Regions from separate parts of the Mus musculus genome. Here all the other regions are linked to region 2. The links are chromatin contacts, called in public HiCAR-type and HiChIP or PLAC-seq maps. All regions are on one chromosome and are shown on one strand. Each heading gives the region's core, a stretch centred on a gene start, on an enhancer-like site or on the middle of the called end of the contact. The rest is flanking DNA. Distances are from core to core; before and after follow the strand shown. Region 1 overlaps Osbpl6 (oxysterol binding protein-like 6). Region 2 holds the start of Rbm45 (RNA binding motif protein 45). Region 3 overlaps Osbpl6 (oxysterol binding protein-like 6). Region 4 overlaps Osbpl6 (oxysterol binding protein-like 6).

Evidence for each region. HiCAR-type assays count read pairs that join an accessible place to other places. HiChIP or PLAC-seq counts read pairs in DNA pulled down with a chosen protein or histone mark.
Region 1: a HiCAR-type map of kidney shows a contact between it and region 2, with 5 times the contacts expected there. The contact joins the enhancer-like site here to the promoter of Rbm45 in region 2. A contact is called at or near these places in 6 of 39 promoter capture datasets (the 3T3-L1 cell line, the C10 cell line, HPC-7-derived erythroid cells and 3 more), 1 of 484 Hi-C or Micro-C datasets (forebrain), 15 of 115 datasets of contacts at active chromatin or transcription factors (cardiomyocytes, craniofacial prominence, embryonic basal ganglia and 11 more) and 3 of 9 other capture datasets (adipose tissue, embryonic stem cells and pancreatic islet).
Region 3: a contact with region 2 is called in an H3K4me3 HiChIP or PLAC-seq map of intestinal villus epithelium, with 5 times the contacts expected there. The contact joins the enhancer-like site here to the promoter of Rbm45 in region 2. A contact is called at or near these places in 2 of 39 promoter capture datasets (cranial neural crest and stem cell-derived epiblast-like cells), 6 of 115 datasets of contacts at active chromatin or transcription factors (cardiomyocytes, embryonic stem cells, heart atrium and 2 more) and 4 of 9 other capture datasets (adipose tissue, liver, macrophages and 1 more).
Region 4: an H3K4me3 HiChIP or PLAC-seq map of intestinal villus epithelium shows a contact between it and region 2, with 7 read pairs. The contact joins the enhancer-like site here to the promoter of Rbm45 in region 2. A contact is called at or near these places in 4 of 39 promoter capture datasets (the 3T3-L1 cell line, the C10 cell line, maxillary cranial neural crest and 1 more), 1 of 15 datasets of contacts at CTCF or cohesin (large pre-B cells), 4 of 484 Hi-C or Micro-C datasets (cerebral cortex, forebrain, nephron progenitors and 1 more), 11 of 115 datasets of contacts at active chromatin or transcription factors (cardiomyocytes, craniofacial prominence, embryonic basal ganglia and 8 more) and 3 of 9 other capture datasets (adipose tissue, embryonic stem cells and pancreatic islet).

Annotation. Positions count from the first base shown.
Region 1 is chr2:76,562,892-76,565,591 of GRCm38.p6, reverse strand. Osbpl6 (oxysterol binding protein-like 6) reads right to left here. Exons shown (of 27, transcript NM_001290733.1): 14 at 643-808. Among named protein-coding and RNA genes, the nearest start is that of Prkra, 84 kb to the left of the region's middle. Within about 2 kb of position 1,406, at least 9 of the 459 cell types and tissues checked have an H3K27ac peak or open chromatin away from gene starts, as enhancers often do. A contact at or near this core is called in intestinal villus epithelium and kidney, where this site is marked.
Region 2 is chr2:76,368,611-76,371,310 of GRCm38.p6, reverse strand. Rbm45 (RNA binding motif protein 45) reads right to left here and starts at 1,327. Exons shown (of 10, transcript NM_153405.2): 1 at 883-1,327. The coding sequence starts at 1,182.
Region 3 is chr2:76,510,366-76,513,065 of GRCm38.p6, reverse strand. All of the region lies in intron 2 of Osbpl6 (oxysterol binding protein-like 6), which reads right to left. Among named protein-coding and RNA genes, the nearest start is that of Gm52557, 80 kb to the right of the region's middle. Within about 2 kb of position 1,430, at least 22 of the 459 cell types and tissues checked have an H3K27ac peak or open chromatin away from gene starts, as enhancers often do. A contact at or near this core is called in intestinal villus epithelium and pancreatic islet, where this site is marked.
Region 4 is chr2:76,541,719-76,544,418 of GRCm38.p6, reverse strand. All of the region lies in intron 5 of Osbpl6 (oxysterol binding protein-like 6), which reads right to left. Among named protein-coding and RNA genes, the nearest start is that of Prkra, 100 kb to the left of the region's middle. Within about 2 kb of position 1,313, at least 11 of the 459 cell types and tissues checked have an H3K27ac peak or open chromatin away from gene starts, as enhancers often do. A contact at or near this core is called in intestinal villus epithelium, where this site is marked.

The sequences.
Region 1 (2,700 bases), core at 157-2,656, 190 kb before region 2:
CTGGCAAGTGCAGTGTAACAGGCCTGATGCTCCACCAGTTCTAGGACGAGACTGGCAGCGCCCACTCCTGGTGTCTCAGAGCCCTAAGCTGTCAGACACGGGAGAACAGTGTGGTGGTGAGCAGCCTTCCCGGTGTGCTGCCAATACACAAGGAACATGGTGGAGGTCACTTTGTCAGCCCAGGCTCTAGCAGAAAGCCAGTGAGTGACCCATGGCTGCTCTCAGCTGAGCACTTGCTCAATTCTTCACCCAGTTGAAGAGCACGAGAGTGAAACTTGTTTGAGAAAGGAATACATCTTTTTTTTTCAGGCTAAGGTTAAGTGAATATGGATTATAAAATAACTACACTGAGAAAAATGATGTCTAGAGACAGTATCTTGCCGGGCTGCCTAGGAAACAAATCCCTCTTTGCTTTTCTGCCTCTTTCCTTTCCAATGACAAGTGACTCAGTCAAACTGAAGGTTGTGCTGTGGGTTGTCCTGGTGGGCAGATGCTGTAACCTGTTGCAGCCAGTATATTGACAGAGCTCCCCCCCCCACATATTAACCAGTCCATCCTTCTGCCGTCCATCCTCACCTACGCAAAGATGAAACAATGACTCTTTCATCAAATTCCCCACTGTCAAACACCTTGTAGTGTTACCTTTCTGTGCAATTAGACAAAATTCTTCTTGTAGCTTGGTATAATCCGTGGAACTTTCCAGAGGGTCGGTGAGGTGGCTAGGAGGGGTCTGGAACTCAATGTCTGCACAAAGGTTGGGGTTGGAGGAGTGCAGACGCACGGGTGACATGGTGGCGCTGAAAGGAACCTGGAAGGGAAGGTGTCAATTATTCAAGTGTCACCATGCCCTGTTCAGCCATCTCCTCCTCCGCAGCCAGGGCCCTTCCTAATTGTTATAACAACACACTCCTTTCTGATGGCGAGCCTCAGTTCTCATTTATTTTATAAGCTGTGTGGGCTGGGAAGAGTTAGTCTTGTTTCTGAGAGTTTAAGAATTCCCAGGACTCATTGGGTTTGCCTTCTTACAGAGAATAATAACTACACACCTCTGAACCTTCACTTGTCCCTAGAAGTAACTGGCAGAAAAGAGCAACTCAAACCTTGACGTAGGGGACCTGTTCTCGAACAGTCAGAATGCAATTTATATTTACTTCTCCTTGAACCTAGGCAGGATCTTAATGAACATAAAACTACATTTAAAGACTCGCTTGGTCTATAGCCACTGGAAGAAGCACATTTCTAGTACATACACTAATGAATTAAAGAGACTCAGTCATTTAAAAATATACTGATTAATATATTCACAAAAGAAACTTATGTGAGTCATTGCCGTTTGTCTTTGTGATTACACACGCCTCTGATATATAGATGACTGTGGCTGATGAACCAGTCACCAGTGAAAAGCATTAGTAGAAAAGGTCACATTATTGTAGACCAATGGCAGCAGGAACTTTCCTGTCCAGACCGGATCAGGACTAGGCTTGTGTTGGATGGGAGCCAAGCACTTTCTTGTTCTTTTTAGGGGGGGGTCAACCTGAGGGTGACAAGAGCTACTGGTTAATCATTGTTGGGAAATGGAAATGCTATTCTTCTAGCTAGTCCACCAGCTAGCTTTCCTAATCTTACTACATAGATCTTCTCTCAGCTGCCCTGAGGAGCTATAACACAGACTCCACAAAAACTGAACTTTCTGCAGTTGAAGTGCTAACTCGTTCTCCCTGACTAACTTGCAATACTTTGGTGTGTGGGAGAGGTGTGTGTGTGTAAAACACTTAATTTCCTTAATAGGCTTTTATTTTAAATTTTATGAATTCAATAAATGAGAAAGGATAGGATAAAAGGGTTCTCTGTCTGTCTGTCTGTCTGTCTGTCTGTTGGCCCATGGGCAATGACTTGACTGATGGCCCCACTGATGCAGTTCAGCTCTGACAGTGAGTACTTTATCTGGGAAAGAAGCTATTGCTGAGGAAGGAAGAGAATGGGCAACTTCCCGCACTGACAGCGCCTCCACTGAGCATGCTACCACACATTCTCTGAGGCCTTCAGAGATGTCAGGGTCATCATCCTTGACCCTCAGTAGGAGCTGCAGTGACTCCATGCTGGGAGGTGTCAATGTCTGTCTACCTTATTAGTCTCAAACCTTCCTCCTGTCCCAGATCTGAGGCAGAGAAGTAGCGAATGAGTCCTTTGAGAGAATGGAGTGCTGGGGCTCCCTTATGTTGGGGACTTTATCTTTAGAGCAATGACAGAGAAGCTTTGGGGGCACGAAGAGAAAAATGGGACCTGTGTAGAAAGTGATTAAAGGTAGATCAAGGGACATTAAAGAAAAGCAAACTCGGGTGTTTGGTGTTGGGAGACATAGTATACTGAGGATCATGGGAAAGTTTCATGTCACTCAAAAGTCCTCAAGAATTCAGCCAGCATGGGTTTTTCTTCTGAGCTGCTTATGTTAGCCTAGGGAGGTGCCATAGAGGGGCCCGATGTAAGAGCCCATGGAGTCCAAGAAGGCCCCGTATTTGTGCACAATAAAAGCATCTCTACTAAATGCTCAAATCATATGCTAAGAAGAAACACACAATTTACAAATTTATAATTTGAACATAATTGAGTTTTAAACTGACTCCTAAAAGTGGCTCTGGATATGACCCATGGGGAACAAACTCACAATATTCCAAGCTAATTGCAACCAGACAGTTTCCT
Region 2 (2,700 bases), core at 78-2,577:
CCCGTTCCTCCCTTGCTCTCCCCCCGCCCCCATTTATTTCCCCTTCTCTACGTGCTCATGGCTGGCCTCTTCTTTCTTCTTCCTTTTCTTTCTCTCTTCTTCTTCTTCCTCCTGCTCCTTCTTCTTTCCCTCCCCCTCCTCCTCTCCCTCTGCCTTTCTCTGCCCCTACTACCCTCTAACTCCCCTCCCCATGCCCAGGTGCAGCATAGAAGAGGGGCTGGAGACACTCTAGCCCACAGTCCATGAACACTCGTAAATGGTATTCTTACAAAACCCAAACCAGAATTCCCCCACACCTTGCACCGTTTTCTAGGTTTGCCCCTTTCCAGTATAGCATAGCTTGTCACAAAATACTTTTACTTTGATAATTTTCTGTTTATAGGCATGGTGCTGTAATTTTTTTTTTACTTAAGAGATCCTTCAAGCTTTGTAAAAGTAAAATACACGAGGAAAAAAAACCCTAAAACTAAATTTTCTAGTCGCGAAGGTAATTACAGTGTTCGAGAGAGGAAGCTCAGAAAAGTTTTCACAATAGACAGGAAGACGGGGACAGGAGGTTGACTGACTTACGAGGTCAGCCACAGTTGTGCTATCCTTGGATGTGGCTACCCAATCTGTTCCCAGGGTAAGAGGCTCCTTTGGCCAGAGGCCGGGGATCCGCTCCTCCAAGCCATCCTCGGCACACTCACGGTGCGTGCAGAATCCAACCCCTCTCCTACCAGATGCACAGCATCCCCGGCGCAGCAAAGGGGCGGGAGAGACCCCAACCCATACCGCCGTCACCCTCGCGAGCACCCTCAACCCCGGGCACCCATATCCCAAACACCCCAACCTGGGCATCTCTACCTCACACACCCTAAACCAGGCACCTCAGCCCCGCACCTTGATGGGCTTGGTGTCGCTGGGACCCAGGCACTGTCCGTGCATCTCCTCCATTGCCCGGCAGGCCTGTGAGCTGCGCGCGAACTTGACGAAGGCCACGCCCTTGGACTCCTTAGTGTGCTTGTCGCGCACCACCCAGATGTCCTGGATGTCTCCGAAGGGCGAGAAGCGCTCCCTCAGCACCAATTCGGATGTGTGCTTGCTGATCACTAGAAAAATGCGGCTGTTGGGCGGCTCATCCAGGCTGTCTACGCCCGGGCGGAATCCTCCGCTGCCTCCCAAGCCGCCGGCGTCGTCCATGGCGCCCCACGCGGGACCCAGGCGCAGCCCCCCTGCAGGCCCTGTTCACCCGGCAGGTTCTCGGCCGCTTCCCGGCCGCTTCCCGGCAGCTCCCCGTCTCGCCCCACGCCGGTAAGCAGCTCCGCTTCCGGAAGAGCCGAGAGCCGGAAAGCAGGTGCGTCCCGCAGTGAGGTCTGCGGGCTTCCGGGAACATTCTGCAGCGCCCCCTGGTGCCACGGTGGACTCAGCAATCTCAAATCTTCAGTCCCAGGGAAAACCAAGAATGGGTTTATGCAAACCACTTTGCCCTGTGGCTAAAAAGATCCACCTGCCTGATTCTTAAGCCTTCCCAAAGCTGGCTTCTACTAAGCCTGTAATCAGATTGCTACATTTGAGGCCTCCTGGGCTACATAGTAAATTTGAGGTCAGCAAAAGCACCACACCAAAAATATACAAAAAGCAGGCAGGCTTCACTCAAAATGGTCCATAGAGACAGGTACAAAGGACCATTGCGTTGGGGTCTTGCAGTAAGGGGGAGAGACTGGACTTGGTTCCAGTAAGATAAATGGAGGACAGTACAATATGAGTTAGTATAAGGACAATTACTGAAGATCGCGGGGTAAGAGAGACTCTCAGTAGATCTGCTTCCCAGAACTTAGGCTGTAGATAAGTGATAAGTTGATAAGTAATAAAACATTAACAGCCGGGCAGTGGTGGCGCACGCCTTTAATCCCAGCACTTGGGATGCAGCAGCAGGTGGATTTCTGAGTTTGAGGCCAGCCTGGTCTACAAAGTGAGTTCCAGGACAGCCAGGGCTATACAGAGAACCCCTGTTTCGAAAAACCAAAAAAAAAAAAAAAAAAAAAAAAAAAGACATTAACAGCAGTCAGACATCAAGGATAAGAATTATGGCGAAACTGACTTATCAGGATTTGTCCTCCAATTAGATTCCCCTAGAACAGAAAGCTGGAAGTTGGATCTAGTCAAGCAGAAGACCTGGGGGGAGTTTGTCTGAAATTTTGGTGAAAACACAGTCTTCATCACCGTTTTGGCGTGGCCTTGTTAGGATGGGTGTGGCCTAGTTAGAGTGGGTGTGGCCTTGTAGGAAGTGTGAGGTTGAGCTTTGGGAGTTTCAGTAGCAGTGCCTTCTTTCCCTCTTGTCTTTGGACCTGGAGGTAGAACTTCCAGCGGCTTCTCCAGCACTATTATCTCTGCCTGCTGCTATCCTTCCCGCCATGATGACGGTGGACTCAACCTCTGAAAGTGTAAGCCAGCCCCAGTGAAATGCTTTCCTTTATAAGAGTTACCGTGGTCATGGTGTCTCTTCGCAGCAATAGAATACTAAGAGTTAAAACCATAGAGTCTGATGGCTGAAAGGAGCCTTTTACAACCATGGAATCCTTATCCCTATTTTTAGAGATGAGGAAATCTGAGGCTCAAAGTTAAGATGCACAGGTAACAGAACCAGGCCCAGAGGCAGCTGTGTGTGTGATCTACGCAGCTACCGCAGCCCATCCAAGATGCACGAGCAGGGAGAGT
Region 3 (2,700 bases), core at 181-2,680, 140 kb before region 2:
AACAGTTTGGGCATTCCTTAAATGTTTCTAAGCACTGTTGCCACGTGAATAGTTTGATTTGTAGGCAAGTGCCCTCCAAGAACTGAAGGCTATAACACACATTGTACGCTCACATCCAGTGCCACAAATCTCAAAATGAACAATCTCAATACCCACTGACACGGGCATAGAGGAAGAAAGTGTGGGCTGTTCATAGAATGGAATATTACTTAGCCTTAAAGCGAAAGGAAATTCTAACACCCATGATGTCTTAGTTAGGGTTTTACTGCTGGGAACAGACACCATGGCCAAGACAAGTCTTATAAGGACAATATTTAATTGAGGCTGGCTTACAGGTTCAGAGATTCAGTCCATCATCATCGAGGCAGGAACATGGCAGCAGCCAGGCAGGCATTGTGCAGGCAAAGCATAGAGTGCTACATCTTCACCTGAAGGCTGCTAGTGGAAGACTCCAGGCAGCTAGACAAGGGTATTAAAGCCATACCCACAGTGACACCTAGTCCAACAAGGCCACACCTCCTAATAGTGCCACTCCCTGGCCCAAGCATATTCAAACCATCACACATGACAACATTGATACATTAGTAAGGGTTCTCTAGAGTCACAGAAGTTATGAAATGAATCAATCTCTCTCTCTCTCTCTCTCTCTCTCTCTCTCTCTCTCTCCTTACAGGTTGAAGTCCAACTAATCCAACAATGACTAGCTGTGAATACAAAGTCCAAGAATCTAGTGGTTGCTCAGTCCCACAGGCTAGGTGTCTGTCTCAGCTGGCCTTCTGTACACACTGGAATTCCATAGGCTCCAGTGCCAGGGAAGGAATAGATGTGCTAGCAAGGCGAGTGCACGCAGGCAACGAGCGGAAGCTCCCGTCTATGTCCTCATAGAGACTTCCAGCAGAAGGTTTGCCTGGAGATTTGGATTATAGACGTGTGTCTTCTCTCCTCAAGATCAGAATTAAAGACCCGTGTCTCCCCATCTCAAGTTTCGGATCAATGGTGTGTGTCTTCCTACCTCAAAAGTCTGGGCTAGAAGTGGATTCACCTACTTCAAGCCAAGCAGACAATCCCTCCCAGGTTTGCCCTCCATATCTAGATTGTAGTTCCTTCCAGATATAGTCAACCAAGAACAGTTGTCACCATGGAGGATGAGCCCAGAAGTCATCATGCTACACGGAACAAGCCATCTATAACGGGGCAGATGCTGCACACTTCCATTCCTACCAGAGACCCAGAGTCATCCTCCAGGTACAGAGAAAACAGGTGTGGTGGTTGCCAGGTTTTTCAGGACACGAGAAACAGAGCTGATGCCTACTGGGCTGAGTCTATAATTCTAATTTTGAAAATGAAAACAGTTTGGGGACAGATGGTGAATGGAAATTCACTCAGTGCCACAACACGTCACACTTAAAATTGTAAATTACACACACACACACACACACACACACACACACAAAATCAGCTACACTGTCTTGTACCACACACAGGCACTGTTTTACACGGGTTTGCAGCCAGGTTTCATCATGATGCAATCTTTCCTATTAGAATTGCCACTCCAGCCTGCATCACGCCCCCCACTTCCGCATGTTCTGTCCTCTGTTTATCTGGCATGATTCTTCAGAACCCCTGAGGGAAGGGACAATATGATTTTTGTCACAGTGGTTATACGTCATGAGCCCACAAACACCACCCAGGATGTTCACTGAGCTTATCACGTCAGTTAGATTCCAGTTTCTCCATTATACCCATTAGGCACAGATGACTGCGCACGCAAGCTGCCTGCAGATAACTACTCTCACGTCAATTCCTCGATACCACTGTATCTGCTTGAAGATAACGCAAAATGATCCAAATGAATTACGAACTCCGGTTTTTTATCTGTTCAGAAGTCACTGGGGAAAAAGACTATAGAGTTCAACCTTCCCAAGAGAAAAACTCCTTTAAAAAGACCTGCCAGGCTACTAATGGAACCCAAGGGGCCATAGGGCATTATTAGGTCTTATTCTTTCTCGAGTTGAGTTACCCGTGAGGAGCCAGGAAGACGTGACAGCATCAGGCTGATAGATTAGGCTGGCTGCATGGAACTGTGGCACCTGCCACCTACTAGTTTGCTGCCTGTCATCTAGCTTAATTACAGACATTTTGTGGTCAGGATCTTGAGAAACTGCCACCCTTCTAGAATGACAAGATTTCTGTTATGCATATGCCGTGGTGTCTACAACGCTAACTTGGGGAACGAGCATGAACGTTTGTTTTTGATTACTGTTCTCTACTGTTAGGTCAGGGAGAGAAGGACTGGCATATGAGGTCTACTACAAGGCCTTACATTTTTCAGCCTCATGAACTCATTTAACTGGGTTATGGGAACCTTCGTGACTACTCAATGCTGGGCTCAGGAACCTACTGTGTGCGCCCCTCCTCAGCTTAGGCTTCAGAGGTACCCCTGAAACTAGCCATAGTGGGGAGGGGTCAGCATGGCACTATACTGCTCACAAGTACGTATTTCTTGCACTGATGTTTTATTTTTACATTAAAGAAATCCTCATGGGCTATGAAAGCAATCCCAACTTGTATTAGAAATATGATCCAAACATCAATAAAAGATAAGAAAATGATCAGATACCACATAGATTATGATTATCTTAGGCTGAGTTTGATGGTACCTACCTATAACCCTAGCACTTGGGAGGCTGAGGTAGGAGA
Region 4 (2,700 bases), core at 64-2,563, 170 kb before region 2:
CAGGATAGACCCAACCCTGCAGCCAGCAGGCTCTGAGGGGCTCAGGGAGGAGGTACCATTATCAGGTATGAATGTGGGACGTGGCTCTGGCAAGAGGACCGGAGCCACCATCTCTTTCTCCCCTTTCTCCTCACCCTAGAAGCTGCTTGCTTTGGGGCCAAGTCTCATCTATGTTAAATGAAACTATGGGTATCTAGGGTGGAATTTTCTCTTTTATCAGGAGATAAAATGTAGAGATCCAGCAGCAAGCAGGCATCCTACAAACCCAACCCCACCTCAGGAAAGAACTATCTCTTTATATCCACAGTCACTGCTGAGGAATGAGCTACGGATCTTATAGAAATGGCCTGTGTGTGTGTCTATTTGGCAATATTACTCTTTCAAGTATATGCAATAGCTCACAATGTGGCTTTCTGCTTGAAGATAATTCTGCCAGAAACTGACTGATCTAAGCTACGTGTGGTGGCTCACGACACCTTTACTCCTAGCACTTGGGAGGCAGAGGCTGGTGGATCTTTGTGAGTTCCAGGCCAGTCTCTTCTACATAGCAAGTTCTAGGCAGGATAGAGCCACACAGAGAGAACTTGTCTCAAAAAAAATCACATTATTAATGCTACAATTGATATGTTACTTAAATATAAGAATATTTCTGATAATACAGCTTCAGGCTCTATAGACTATCATGGCTTTTGACTGATACGAGCACACATGTCACTGTCACATGACCCCAAGGAGCACATGAAGGATTTGGCATTCCTTCTTAATATGGGGTTGCAACTCAGGAGTAGAACCCCACTTATGGACAATGTAAAGACCATATAAGAACATAGTAAGTTCTGACACATACCAACAAGGACCTCTGGTTTTCCGCTCTCATCAGGATAGTAACTACTCCATAAAAATGATAGGCATAACTAGGAAATTAAGAGAGAGCAACTTCTCACTGTGTGTAAATATAGTCACTGGACGTCTGTTCTCAGTTACATGTGAGTTGTATTTAAAGATATGTTTATCTACATCCTATTTAAAAGGGTAGATATGCCTCCCTTGCTGCTCCCCGCCCATGAAGAATCTCTATATAACATAAAATGGAACCATTTAGTAACATGTACAACTTTTCTCCCTTCCTAATTGAAGTCTGGGAAAACACAAACTCATCTCTCTGTAGCTAACACTTCCTACTTCTGTTAGGGTGGTTTTCTTTCCTTTCGGGGAGAGAAGAAGAACTGGAGAACGGGAGAGATGTACGGCAGAACAGGCCAAAGGTTAAAGTCTGTCTCCAAAGGGAAGTGCTGCACTCCAAACTACCAGTGCCATTTACTCCGATGCAATACTCCTGTGTCCAGTGAAAGAGACAGCACGGAATCCTGACTCAGTTCTAACAATTAGATAGGCTCTCAGGCTGACAAAGGGGCAAAGGATAAAAGCATGGCAAATAATAGCTCCACCTATTTCAATTATAAATGCTGATGGATGATAAGGTTGCAAATAAAATATGTAGGAAAGGAAAGAACCCATCCCCACACGAGACAGAACCTTCTGCATTCTGTTTTCCATGACACTAAAATTCCTCCTTCTTGCTTAGAGAACTAGGTAGGTCGTAAGAAAATTAAAATCACTTCCTAAAATTCAAAGAGTGCATTTTTCCCTGAAATTCCCATCCGTATTTATTTTCAACTCAGGAGTTTCTGCTCTTCCTAGGTCTACTTAAAACAGAAATATAAACAAGAGCCCTAAAGACATCATGTCGGTACTTGACCAACATCAGCGCTCTTAACTGCTGAGCCATCTCCCCAGCTACCTGCTAAATTATAGTTTAATAATTCTCTTATAGCTGAATAATTCTTCCCTTTCCATGGACTAGAAGTCTACTCCTGCCTGAGGGGATAAACTTTGTATCTTGTAATGCCTTTAAAATATAAAAAGTGCAAGATAGTCTATGGGTGGGTAGGTTAGGTAAAAATGCCTAAGAACAGCAAAGAATTTAAATAAATCCTAAACCAAGGCAACGCCTTGTTCAAAGTCCTCCTACCAACCAGCACGTAGAAAGCCTGTATTCCACAGAATGGTCTGAAATGGTGAGATGCAGTGGTACTTGGGTGGATACACGGACTCATTTTATGAGACCCCAAGATTTTTCCACATCTACTAATGTAAAAACAAAAAGTCTATTAGTCCCTTATCAGGATTTAAATGGGAAGCAACAGAAGCAATGGGGTAGCGAATGCTGTCGGGATTCCTAGCCAGAACGCTCTGTTGGGTCACTAGGCCTACACTTCAGCTTTTGTGAGCCGGCAAGCTGTAGGGAGCAGATTAGACCTGTATGCTGGGAGCCTATGGAAAAAGAGGAAGTCAGTACCCACTCTAACAATCTAGAGGCCGGCCGAGACAATGCATGACACAAAATAAGTGTTCGGTAAATGTTCCCCATTCTGTAACCGGTGTTGTCGATCTCTGCTTCACCTCTAAAGTCCAGTGGTACCCACACCAAGTGGCCATCATACTCTCATCTATGTATTGTTTCATCTTTTCACTAGCTACAGAGGATAGATGCTTCAAAGGGATATGTCAATTATATTGACCAAGTATGTAGTATCCATTTATTGTTCAAATGGAGGTCTGTACTTTTTCCTTTCTATTTTTAAAAGATTTCGGTTTTATTTATTTATTCACTTATCTTTTAGTATGGAGTAGAGCTTA